Regions from separate parts of the Sus scrofa genome. Here regions 1 and 3 are each linked to region 2. A link is a contact called in public Hi-C data. All regions are on one chromosome and are shown on one strand. Each heading gives the region's core, a stretch centred on a gene start, on an enhancer-like site or on the middle of the called end of the contact. The rest is flanking DNA. Distances are from core to core; before and after follow the strand shown.

Region 1 (4,354 bases), core at 1,472-3,971, 630 kb before region 2:
GTAAATGCACTTTGAGCACATGCTTACTTATTCCCCCCCCCCCCCCGCCAAAGCTCCTCCAAAACAAACAACAACAACAATAAACAGACCAGAGAATCTACTTCTAAAAGCCACTTGTAGATTTTGCAGCCTGTAATATTTTGGAAAAAATTGTGAAATATTAACATTGTTCACCAGGGGGTGCTCTGGTCATCTGAAATGAAGTACATCTCTACAGCTCAAACTTCAGTTATTCCCACAACCTGACTTTGGCTTTGGGAAACATAATTTTTAAAATGTTCTCCTTTTTTCTTTCCTTCTTTTCCATTTTTCTCATAGTACCTCCAACGACTCCACAAAATGTTTCACTTTAATGATGTTTTATGTCGGGTAATATTAAAATCAGTTGAAATCACTTGAGCCATAACTGCTTATTGCAACCATGAATCATAAACAGGTAAGTAAAATGATGCAAGTATATCTAAACAAGTTTGATATGATGAAATAAATTTCCTGCCTGAAAGTCAGTTCCCATGTTTACCATGGAAGACAGTAACATCTGGTTATTATACAATGTCCTCTAAATGAATAAATATATAATTATACAAATAGTAAATAGGTTTATGATAATGATAGTGTGTCTTTTGCCTGTGGGCCTCAAAGTTTATGTTCAAATGGAAGAATAAAAAGATTTTGGCACCATAAGTTATGATAAATTGTGAATCAGTAAGTTACTTTTCCTTGTACGCTAGGATGACCTGGGTTTACTGCCCATAAATATAAATAATAATAGCACTTACCTCAAGAGGTTGTTTTGTGGATTATGTAGGTAATCCATGCAGGACCTCTAACACAGTGCCCAGCACATAGTAAGTCACTGTCATTGTTTTTTTGCAGATCTAGAGTTGGACTATCTGGGTTCAGATCCTGCTCTACCACTTAATATCTGAGTAGCACTGGCTAAATTACTGAGTCCTTGTGTACATCTTCTTTTTTTGTTTGTTAATTAGGAGTGATAGCTACAACATTGATGTTATTGAGATATTGAAAGGAAACAATGTACATTAAGCAGTTCTCATAGGGCCTTTCTCAGTAAAACACTCCATGATTATTACCAAATGGCAGTAATCAACTACAGCATCTTCTGTATTTCCCATATATTTCTGTTCCTTTGAAAGATGTAGACATGTTCTGTTTGATTTCTCTGATGCTGACTTTTCTTTCCTGGGTCTGAATTGTCTTGTTTTGCTTGCTCTCTTTTGGGTTTCCTTTCCAACCACATGATATACTATATGCCACTCGATCTGTAGGCATGGGTATTGCCCAAGTGTCCCTGGATAGCTTCTGAAAGGTCCCTTCATGTGGGTACTGAAATGTCTTCATTTCAATGCTTTACTGCTGCTTCTCCTAATGATCAAAGTAGTCATTTCCCTTAAAAAAAAAAATGCCTTGGAAATCTCACGCATGCACGATTGAGTGGGAAAAAAGATAACTACTGTATTAAGAGCATTCACAGATTTGGCTCTACCACTTGCTCACTATAGGGTTTTGTATCACATGCTCTTTTGAAAATCTAGGGCCCTTCCCAAGTGTCATGGTCACTTCAGGCTCCAGCTTACCGCCTCTAGCAAATTCACATTTGAAGTTCTTTATATCTCTCCAAGCTTTGACTCATAAGTGAAATCACTATCTGGCTTTGAGTTTCTCTCAAACACCCCTCTTTCACAAGGACTCTGCTTATGTCAGACTCTTAAGTGAGGTCTTAGAGGGCCAAACAGGTTTACTTTGGCAAAGTGATCCTAAAATCGAATATTAGGTATTCTTGTTCTTTAAAGTTCCTGGGTGATTGTCTCATGTTATTTGGCTCTTTCTCCTACTATCTTTCCTCCCTTCTCTTCTCAATTTTACTTTCCCAGGAGAGAAAGAAAACAAGTGCTCCCACTTTCTTTAGCAGAACAATTTGACTCTCATCAAAAATATTGATTTTTCTATTTCACATTACTTTTCCTATTTACCTTATGGGTATTTCCCCATATAAATAAAAACTTTGTGAATAACTTTTTAATGGCTTCATATTATTCCATTATATTGGAGTGTATAATTTTCTTAATCAGCAATGGTTTGGACATTAAAATGTTTCTTGTTTTTTACTGTTATAAGTTAATCTGAAGTTAACACTTTGTGAATATATTTTTGCTCACATCTCAAATTTTATGTATACTTACTTTAGTGTTTATTCAACAAAGTCTTGACAAAAATCTTTTTGTTGAAAAACTATTCTTTATTTAGTCACAAAATACAATTATCAAAAACTTGGAAATTTTTCAGAGCATTTCATTTTTTTTTCTTCCCTTTCATTTCAAAATCAGTCCCCGCTTATGTTGGTATTTTCTGAAAAATTGGCTCATTTTGTATCTCACTTGTGGAAGTTTGCACTACTTGTGATGGTCATAAAACAGCAGGTACTATTAGCATACAAATCACTGCATTTGCATTGTTTTCCCGCCTTTCTTATTATTATCTTCCTTCTTTTGGGATAAACATGTTTCAACTCACAGCTTATTTACTCCCCCACTCAAGAATTCCCCATCCCCTAGCCCTGTCTCCAGACACATGAAAGCCTTTCTCCTTGTCCTCTATGAAGGGTTGCAGCAGCAGTGAACTTAGCAGACAGGACACTTCCTTCCTTTCCCATGCGAGCATAAGGAAACACATCTACCCTCAGTAATGGCTCATCATGGAGTGGCTGGAGCAGGCTGTGAGCAGAGGACTATGTGGACAGGCGTCCTACTGCTAACACTGCATTCCTGTCAATGCTGAACGGGACCAGGGAGAGTGGCAGAATTCTACTTGAAGTGACTGAAAACTTACTTATGCTAGTTTGCAAGAGTTAGTTAAGGTTAACGGTCTTGAATTTTCTTTGGGGAATAATTTCCTCTGATTAACATCAGCCTGATGTTTGGAAGATCATTCTTTCCAGCTATCACAGTGTAAGGTGAAAATGACACTGAAATGGCAAAAGATAAATTATACTAATAATTAAGGTGTGACACAAGTTGGCAAGTCATTTGTTTAACTTCTATTGCCTTTTCTTTCTATTCTGTACACAGTATTCAAAGCAATAAATAAGTAGAAAACAACTCTAATTTCCAATCCAAATGTACCACACAAGGGCTGATATGAATACATGATCTTTTCATTGTCCTTAGGCACATAGAAGGAAAGAGTGATTATTCCTTATACTCTGTTTTGTCCAAATGGTACACAGAATGTTAGAAAGACCAGGGATTCAGATCTCTGAAGACCTTCTATGTTAAATTAAATGTGTATGCTGGAATGGGAATATGAGAAGAATAACATGATTTTTCAGACCTTTCACAGTATGTGTGTAGATGAATGGTGTTTAGTTTAATAGTCAATACTGCTAACTTCTCAGCAACTCCCCTCAGAGTCTCCTCTGTGTTGGCCTTTTCCATCTGTCAGAATCAGTGTATTGCTAGACAAAGAATGCTGTTTCATTGAGAGTGTATACTGGTCACTCATTATACTGGCAATGAAGACTCTGGTTAGAAAGTTTATTAAATCTAGAGATTGATGATTGCTGAGAGCTGGAGTCTGAATTTTATGAATGCTTTGTAGCTTTCAGCTTTATTGACTAACAAGGAAGTGTTCCTTAGGCCCCTGCTGTTAGATGACACAGGCATCAAAAAGAGACTCCTAATTAAAACGAATAAAACCATTTTGCTCTGTGTTCTGGGGATTGATTCAAACAGTTTGGTAATGAACAGACTTTTCGTTTGAATCAAATCCAATAATTTTGTTTAGATTTGGAAGAGCTCTTGGAATTTCTCTTCCAATACTTAGTGGGCACGTTAGAAACATTAGTAACATTTATCAGGGGAGCTTTTTCCATTAGCTGAAGTGTGGGCTAGTGTTGGGAGCCAACATTCAGCAACCACAGGGCTTTCTGGTAAAGATCAGCGGTTGCCTGCCCACCTAGCAGTGGCTGGCATTGCTGTCTGCTTGCTAAACCAGAATTATATCTCCAACACTTCTCTGAAGTCTTCTTAAAAGTTAGCCCATTTATAAGAGTAAGAATGAGTAATAAATATAATAGAATAATGAGCATCTATTCTGTACCAGGCAATGCTCAGTTCTGAAAAATGTATAATCTTTAATCTTCAAAACATCTCACAAGGTAACTAATACTTTTTTTTTAATAGAGGGAAAAACAGAGATCTAGAGAGATTTATAAATTTATCCTAAGTTACTTTATGAGACAAAATGAGGATTCTAAGTCTCTGATTCCAAAGCCCATGCTTTTAGCTCCTTAAGTTTACCTAAATTTGTTGTATGATGAACTATAGTAATTGAA
Region 2 (4,588 bases), core at 525-3,024:
GTTTGGAAAAAAAGAAAAAGAAAAAAAGGGCACTGCGGATGGCGGTGAGAGAAAAGGGAAATTAGATTGACACATTTAATTCAATTAATCATTTGCTATTCTTTTACCATTCGGCATGATGTCCATCTCCTTCAAACCCACCTCCACCGCTCCCACCCCTTCCCTTCCAGTGGCGGAACTCAGACCTGCACTGGGTTTAACTTTTAAGCATTTGAGGGAAATATCCGCAAACCTTTCCAAAACCTGGAGGCCGGGGCAGCCCAGGAGCCGGGGCGAGCCAGGCGGATGCTAAAATGGCAGGAGGCACCCCGCGCCCGCCCGGCCCCAGGCCCCCGTCCTCCTTCCCCAAAGCTTTCATTTTTATGTGCTTTTGAGCACTCTCTGGTGCAAATACTTCAAACTGTAGGGTCACAGCAAGAATTTAAACTAATTACTTCAGTCCCTGGAATTAGAACAGACAAAATCCTTACCGGGCACGAAAATGCATGGCTGCATTTCAGGCTAAAAGAATGTGGGTTACTCACAAGAGCATGTAAGAAATTGAACCTTTAAAAATGACAAATCGTCTTTATCTTTGCCTCCTGGCAGCACCCTGGCGGCTCAAACTCAAAAAAGTTGCCCCAGAGCTCTTTAGTGTGTGGCAGGTTCGGACAAGCAGAAGGTGGTGGCAGTGTGTTTGTGTGTGTGTGTGTGTGCGCGCTCGCGCGCGTGTGTGTGTGTCGGGGTTGGGGGGGGGGCGGTAGCTCCCTCTAAGGCGCTGTCTTAAGAAATTTCGTTTCATATTCTCTCTAGGAGCCCCTGTCTTAGGAGACCGTTTTGAAAATGCACCCTGACATGCACTCTTTTCTAAACTTCTGTTCTCGCCCTAACTTAACGCTTTGTAAGTAACGAGCAGGCAGGCATTCAAGAGATTTCACCTCCTGAATTGCCAACGTGGTCGAGTCAAAGGTGGCTTCCCTGAGGGTCTCAAGATTTTTCCCTAGTGGCGGCTAACACAAAGTTAACTCTTTACTGTTGCTTTAAGAACCTCAGCATTACAACCCGTATTTTTACACCTTTTTGTTTACCGGGGGAAATTCTACGAAGAGACCACGTGGAAGTCAAGTAACCGCAAGGTCTTAACAAAGCACTTTGTTAAGAAGTCTGCTTTTCAAGGCTAGAGAACATCAATCAAGATTTCCATATGAAAAAGCACAAAGCGTAGAATTCTATAGCAAGCACTCTAGGCATCTTTGCACTTTGATTTTTTTCGTTGTAGCCAGTCAAACCCCCAACCTAGGCCCCCCAAACCACACCCCACCCCAAAAGTTACAAAGCGTCTAGACTATTACTAATTACCAAAAAAAGTGAAATTCTACTCTAAAATGAGGAACCAACCAAATATCCAGAAAGGTATGAATCTTATCTACCTGTTGCATTATTAAAAGATAACTTTTTAACAGTCAAAAAATAAATACCGTAAGTTCCATTTTAACTTTAAAACTAGACATTTCAAGTTCATCATTCCCTTTATATCATATCAAAGCTACATTTAACACTTTAAAAAACTTTAGCAAAGTTTTAATTGTAGAAAAAGAAAGAAATAGGTAAAGTCCTTTTTGAAAACTTACTCTTTCCCTTAAAAGAAGTGAAGTAGGCACGCCTCAGAGGATGAAGTAAAATGAAAAAGCAAGTTCAGGCACTCAGACCTGTCTATTTAAAGTTTAAAAGTCTGCTGCTGTTTGGTACTTTCCTCACTCCTTCCCCCTAATGAAAGAAAAGTGCTGATACCTCGTAAAAGCTTTTTTCTTACTTGGAGCACTGAGCTTTTAAAAGTTTCAAGCCACTGACTCAACAAGGAGGAGGGGCTAGGAGAAAGGGGTGGGGAAGAGGAAAGGCGGGCGGGAGAGTGGCGAGGAGGCCGGCAGCCGAGAGGGGTGGGGCGGGCGAAGAGGCAGAGGAGTAGCTAGGTCCAGATGAAGTCCAACTTTAAAACTGCTGACGAGAGACATGAAATGGCATTAGAGACCTGAATGCCATTACTTGTAGTTACTTCTTACAGTAACAATTACGGGTTTTAGTTAGTGCTTTTTTCACCCAAAGTCCAGGGATAATAAAAAGTAATGTATTTTATATTATTACTACCTTTTCTAAGATTTTATTTCCTGTAATATATGTATATATTACACTAAATTAAAGTGGTGGAAAAGTGTACAGCCAGGGCAAACTTCCTATTGGCCAAGGTGTGTGTAAAGGTGGGTGTGAGTGAGTTATTTGATGAGCTAATTCCTCCCCTCTTAGTTTAAAGGGACAATTAACAAAGGAAATGGAGATGGGATTGAGAAATTTGAAAAACGAACATTTTAGGATGGTATGCCCATCCCAAATCCACCTCTCAACTCCTTGACTGCTTTAAATTTCATTCTTTCCCACAGTTTTGCAAAAAATATATATATTTATATTCATAACTGTATTATAATACTTTTTGACTGTTAAATCTTCCTATCTGACCTCTACCAAATCTCTGGGGAACTGAAAATTTATAATATCCTAGCCCCATTCATGCCAAAAATGAACTCTCTTTTGTAGTGAAATGTCAGGATATTTTTTATGGAAAATTCAAATGTTAAGGCCCGAAACTCTCAGCTTTCCTTGAGACCATCTCTCTCCTTAAAACCCACTGGAGAGTTTTCTGCTGCTGACCACAGAGATCTGGGTATAGTTTTTATGTGCTTTTCCACCACTTCCAGGGCCCTCCCTCTTCAACAGTCTGCACTAGGGTTTATAACAGCCTGAGTCATGTGTCCTCAGTCTCAGAGTGGCCGGGTCCTTTGAGGTCTGTTCAGAGGCTACACTAGAGGGCTGTGGTAGGAGAGTTCCTCATAAACTGGCTTCAGTGATGCTCCTGGGGTTGGGCAGGGAACTCTCTTGGGCATTATTCTCTGGAAATAAAGCAAACTCATCCAGCGGGGATACTCCTTACTAATACAAATACTAGGAGGAAAAAAAAAAAACAAGTAGGATAGGAAGTATTTTCTGATAGATACCTTTGCCTAAATTTCATTTCATTGAAATGACTAATAAGGCACTTTTTGAAAGGTTGTAGTTTTAATACACAATTTTGCTCTTTCATTTGCTGGCTATTCTGTTTCTAAGGGTACATTTTTCTTTATGTTAAGGAAGAGGAAAAAAGAAATAGAAGTTGTACTCTAACTTTCAAGTCTTCAAGCTTAGCAATCCATAAATACTCTTTTGCTCTTGTATTTATAGTGTCTTTTCCTTCAAATGAGTCTATGGTTTTGTCCTAAGTAAAAATTACTTCCTTTGATTCAGAACACATTCATGAAAATATGATTTATTCTTTTTAAGAACACCTGTTTTCCTTTTCTCCCTCTTAAAAAAAAAAAAGTCTGTGCTTCATTCAATTTGCATAATTATTTGGGAGTTCCCATTGTGGCTCAGCAGGAACAAATCTGACTAGTATCCATGAGGATGTAGGTGCAGGTTCCATCCCTGGCCTCACTTAGTGGGTGGGGGATCTGGCATTGCCTGTTAGCTGCAGTGTAGATCACAGATGAGGCTTGGAACCTCCATATACCAGGGGTGCGACCCTAAAAAGCAAATAAATAAATAAATAAAATTACATAAATATTTTCTTTATTTTTGTACAATTATTTATCAAGCACAATTATTACTGAAATCATCCATTTTATTTAAAAAATTTCCTAAAATGTTAATTCAGAATTAGTTGCATTAAAGAAAAGTTGCAACTGGCTATTCTATAACAGGATTTTTTTAAATGAAAAAATCGTGTTAAATTTCCAATTCTGTTCTGTTAGGTGTATAGAAGGATGTTGTTATCTCAGCATTCTAGCATCTTTCCTTTTTAGTCTGTTGCCTATGTGACCAATTTGAAAGAGATAGAGGAACTTCTTGATACCAAATTAAGTTATTCATGGAAATCACTTGATTTATTTTCTAGGCCAAAGGGATTATTCATGTTAGCCAATAATTAAATAACAAGTTCTCTTAACATATGGAATGTACTATATCTTTTATTTCTAAAATGATTTTCTCAAAATCATTCATAAAAGATGAAGATATTCTTTGTGATCTTCTCTTCTTTTGGAATAATGGCACCAAGAGTGGCAATAATGGCACTATGAGTAATAGTGCTCAAGAGGAGCTGGGTCACTGTGAATGGCTTCCCTGCTGGAACAATGACAACAGTTATTATTCAAGGACACCTTGTAACTTCTCCAAATGTCTACCAGCAACTCTTATACTTCATACTCTAGCACTGCTGGTAAGTTACGTTTTGACCAATAACATATTTTTAGTATTTTTTAAAATAAGGTATCCTATTTATCTGAAGCTTATTTTCATTGGGATGTTTTGCAAAACTTGTGGGACAGACTTTTTAAATGTGTTTTTCTCATAGTCTCAAAAATGCCGATGCCATTTCATGAATATAAACACTGACTTTTCAGAACTGTACCTTCTCTGATTGCCAGGCCTCGTCCATGCAGAAGAAATGGATGTGGCTTGATGTGCTAGGCAATACCACTCTTTGAGGGATAAGGGACAGTCACTGAGGGTTCTGTTATCT
Region 3 (4,381 bases), core at 1,840-4,339, 820 kb before region 2:
TCACAGACGTGGCCTGGATCCTGTGTTGCTGTGGCACAGGCCGGCAGCTGTAGCTCTGACATTCGACCCCTAGCCTGGGAATTTCCATATGCCGCGGGTGCAGCCCTAAAAACACACCCACACATACACAAAAGTCCATAACAGTATAATTTTGATTGTTCAGAAGATTATAATTCTGTAATCAATGATGTGGATAGGGGTACTGTTTCATTTTTGTCCTATTACAAATATAATTCTTCAGGAATATTAAACTAAGCTTTTCAAATTGCAGTTGGTAAGACTTTTCTCCCCTTTCCTTATATTAAAGCTAGAGAAATAAATTATTTTTCATAAGTGAAAATAATTGCATAAAAGACTGCCTGGTTTCCAAAACATCTGCTACTTCTTAAAGGTCTTAATATGATTTTCACTCAGATAGTATAAATGCTAAATTACCTCAACAGAAGTCCAGCAAAACAAGTATGAAAGAAACCAGAAACAACCGTAAGTAGCATCTTAAAAGAGATGAGAGTAAATTATTTTGGTTTTTCCATCTAACATCATTGTTCAACTAAAGTTTTACCTTTCATTGTTAACCCTGTTTTTGGAAAAATCTGTGGGAGAGTAAAACAGTTTCCCTACACAACTAAGCTTAGCCCTAGACAAAATTAATCCAGAATTGTCCACTGACTTGTGGAGGGGAAACATTTTGGTATAAAACTAAATACTGTGATAACCTGTATTAAGTGTACTGCTATTGGTGGAAAAATAATTTGAGAGGTCAGAAATCTATGTTAGAGTCCCATCTCCAATAATGGACAGCTTTGTAATTATAGATAAATAATCTAACCTGTCTAAGCCTCAAATCCTCATCCACATAAGGCTAAGACCAAACCAGATGATCTTGGAGATTTTCAAGCCTAATTCTAACTTTATCATTCCTCATTTCCATTACTTATTCCAAGAATTTCACTGCTTCATCAAACATTTATTAAGTACCTACTGGGTCCCTTGGCACAAATACATTCCCTGCCTTCATTGAATTTATACTTTAATTGTCCTATTATGTTTTACAAAATAAATAGCTAAAACATAAGTTTAGACTTAAAAAATGGGAAAAGTAAGAGTGATTTTAAGTGGCTTATTTCAGTTAGAATTCATAAAGTGATGCACTTATGGATTAGTATGAAACTCTCCACATTTGATATTGCCCATTAAAGAAGAATATTTTAAAATATTTTGGCTATCAGATCTTATTAGACCTGCCACTGACAAAATATCCCTTAATTAAAACCAATTACAAATATATTTAGGGACCATTCCTAGGCAATAAAAACAAGATAGGTATGATAAAAGTCAGCTTGGGAGTGGGGAGACTCTTAGTCCAAACCCTAACTCTGCTGAGTAATAGCAATCTGTGCTGATCCATTCTTGTCAACTTTTAATCCTTATGACTGATGAAGAGCATGAGACATTTTTTATTTTTAAGTGTATACTGGTGACTGGATTCCTTATTTTCACCATTCTTAGTACAACTTTACAGAACTCATCGAATGTTTAACAAACAACATTCAATCGATGATACTGACCTTCAAGAAAACTGAGTCCTAGAGGGAGATAAAGAAAATTAAAAACTGACAGCAATATAAGGCAGAATATGCTGTTATAGTAGTCAAAACTTCACATACTCAATATAGTGCTCCCTATTACCATAAAAGTTAAGTAATAAAACTTAAGGTTCCTATAATAGGAAAGGAACCGAAAAGAAAGGGAGAAGAAAAGGAAACATTTACTCAGCACTTAACAGGTGCTAGGCATTGTGCAGGTAGTTTTCACTTTTTTCCAGACCTCTAAACAAGATAACATCCCAAACAGATGATCTACAGTAAGAAAACTCCGCTCCCCTTCACAAAATGATTCCAAGAGCTTAAGAGTGTATTCTAACGTAAGCGCAGTTTATGTAATAATCACTCTAATTAGAATCTTAGCATTTGGAACTAAAGGGGGTCTTGGATCACCTAAGCAACCCGTTCATCTTACGGAGGATGACACTTGGGCCAGACAAGACAGGGATCTTGATTAAGGTCATCCTTGTTTTGTGGCACAATTAGGATCTAACCAATGATCACGGCATCTATACACCACACTGCTGGCAACCGTCCGGTGAAATTTAGCTCTTCACTCTGTTACTGAACACCTGTCTGTGGACACTTTTATTAAAATAATCCTAAAAATGCGCTTATATCAATGGCTCGGGATCTCCCGTGAATAATGTACCATTTTCTATATAATATTTTTAAACCTCCTGATAAGCAGGAACCTGCGTTTACACAATTGCCTCCTTCTCTGACTGCTGTCCTAAAGAGCCGATGCGCGAGGCGCGCTGAGTGTCTGTTTTGGGGGCAAGAATCAGGTCGCGGTGGTAACGACCGCCTCAGAAAAACCCCGCGGTGAAGATCTCGGGCAGAGCTGCCGGTGCCCTCATTGAGCTACAGCCCGCGAGCCGGGCGGGAGGACGGAGGATGAGTGTGCAGTAACGTGGCCCCCGCGTCTCATCGGCCGCCCGCGTTCAGCAGGCCGGGTTCCGAACGCCGCCTGGCCGGACCGTTACGGGGTCTCCCGGGCAGCGGCGCCCCGCGCGGGCCGCCCCTCCCCCACCGCGGCCTGAGCCAGCGGCGCCGGTCCGGACCCCGGCGGCTACCCGAGCGAACAATACCGGGGTCCCCCGCGAGGCCGCACGCCGAGGCCCGCGCCACCCCGCCATCCCCCGCGCCGCGGGCCTCGCAGAGGGAGTCGAGCCGCAGGCCGCGAGAGACAACCCCGCTGGAGCGAGCGAGAGAGGAGGTTAGTCAGGGGGTTCGGAGGCCGCCGTGCCCTCACCCTTACCTGACTCCAGGTGATGAACTCGTTGGTGTGGGTTTCCTCCACAAGCGTCCACAGCTTGCTGAGGAAAGCTGGCACGTTCGAACTCTGCTTCATTGTTAACGAGGAGCAGGGATTCCAAATTCTACACCCGAACGCGGCGGTAGCGACGGCGTCGGCGGCGGCGGCGGTGGCGGCGGCGGCAGCTGCTCCCCGAGAACGCCCACAACGCAGGCGCAGCAGCTCCCGGGCCCCGCCCCCCCGGCCCCGCCAGGCGTGCAGTGAGGCGGGGTGGCCGGGCGGCCGCACGTGATGGACAAGTCTCCCCGCTCGGCCTGTGCGCACTGGTCCCGCGCCGGTTCCGTTCGCAGCCAATCCCAGGCGCTGAACTCACGACAAAGAAAAGTGATTGGATACTGCAGACGTGGAGGGGTGGGATTAAAAGGGGGGCGCTGCCTTTTCATTCGCCTTTTATACAGAAGCTCTCGCTGTAGCTGACCTTAGGGGCAGGGGAGTGTGTTTGGTTGTTTCACGTGGAAGCGGCTTTGGGTGCTTGGGTTTTGGCTGGAAGGCTACAAAAAGTCCTCAGGGGCCTTTGAGTCATAAGTTTGGTAGGCAAAGTGTGGTTGCCTCGGTCAGGCAGGGGGAAGGAGAGTAATAATTCACATGCGGGAAAAACAGCTTTTAAGCGTGATTTGCTAGGCCCGAAGTTGAAACGGTCTTGAAAATAATGAACCTTGTCTTTTAATTTTCATTGGGAAAAAATTGTTCCTTTAGAATGCGTTTATCAAAAAGAGGAATTTAATAACTCACTCTTTACTGAACACATACTACAGTGAATCAAGAATTGTAATAGGCACCTTGCATGCTGTTTAATTTGACAGACACAGAATGCTCACTATGTGGTCAGCATAAAAAGAAAGCGTCTCAATCAAAATAACTGTTCCGTTAGATAATTTACAGGTATATTCTTAAAATAATTGTCCTTTTTGTGTTATGTCCTTTACAGATTTGGTATAGTGGAGAAAATATTACAGAAGGAGTCAGCATATCTGATTTAGGAAACATTAATGGATATTAGATTTTACTGGTAGTATGTAATTTAGAGAAATCCCTTAATCTGTCTGTGCCAATATTTACCATCTCTTTATTAGGAGTAAAACTCTTTCACCCCTGTGAGATAACATTAATAATATAGTAGGTGTGAAAATACTTTGAATATATAAAGAATTGTACAAAAAAATTGTACAAAATAAATGTACAGAAATTTTTTTTTTGCAAAAGTCAGAATGTAAGTATAAGAGTTTACAAACTGAGTTTCCATCGCAGGGCAGTGGGCAAAGAGTATGACTGCTTCTGCTCCGGTCACTGCCAGCTTGGATTCAATTCCTGGCCTGGGAATTTCCATATACCATGGGTGTGGCCTTAAAAAAAAGAATTTACTAACAAGTTAGAGGTAACAATTACAGTTTATATGAAATTCAACATAGAATAGATTTATTTCCTAGGTACGTCTAATACAATAAAAAATAAAATACAC

What was found. Hi-C and Micro-C count contacts between places; a contact is called where the count stands out from the background.
Region 1: a Hi-C map of embryonic fibroblasts shows a contact between it and region 2, with 17 times the contacts expected there. The contact joins the enhancer-like site here to the promoter of GJA1 in region 2. A contact is called at or near these places in 19 of 47 Hi-C or Micro-C datasets (adipocytes, alveolar macrophages, brain and 13 more) and 1 of 2 datasets of contacts at active chromatin or transcription factors (skeletal muscle).
Region 3: a Hi-C map of fetal skeletal muscle shows a contact between it and region 2, with 2.1 times the contacts expected there. The contact joins the promoter of HSF2 here to the promoter of GJA1 in region 2. A contact is called at or near these places in 5 of 47 Hi-C or Micro-C datasets (embryonic fibroblasts, fetal skeletal muscle, fibroblasts and 2 more).

Annotation. Positions count from the first base shown.
Region 1 is chr1:40,367,115-40,371,468 of Sscrofa11.1, forward strand. No RefSeq gene overlaps it. Among named protein-coding and RNA genes, the nearest start is that of HSF2, 190 kb to the left of the region's middle. Within about 2 kb of position 2,722, at least 4 of the 83 cell types and tissues checked have an H3K27ac peak or open chromatin away from gene starts, as enhancers often do. A contact at or near this core is called in omental adipose tissue, where this site is marked.
Region 2 is chr1:41,000,355-41,004,942 of Sscrofa11.1, forward strand. GJA1 (gap junction protein alpha 1) reads right to left here and starts at 1,775. Exons shown (of 2, transcript NM_001244212.1): 1 at 1,611-1,775.
Region 3 is chr1:40,177,219-40,181,599 of Sscrofa11.1, forward strand. HSF2 (heat shock factor protein 2) reads right to left here and starts at 3,090. Exons shown (of 13, transcript XM_005659227.3): 1 at 2,866-3,090. The coding sequence starts at 2,958.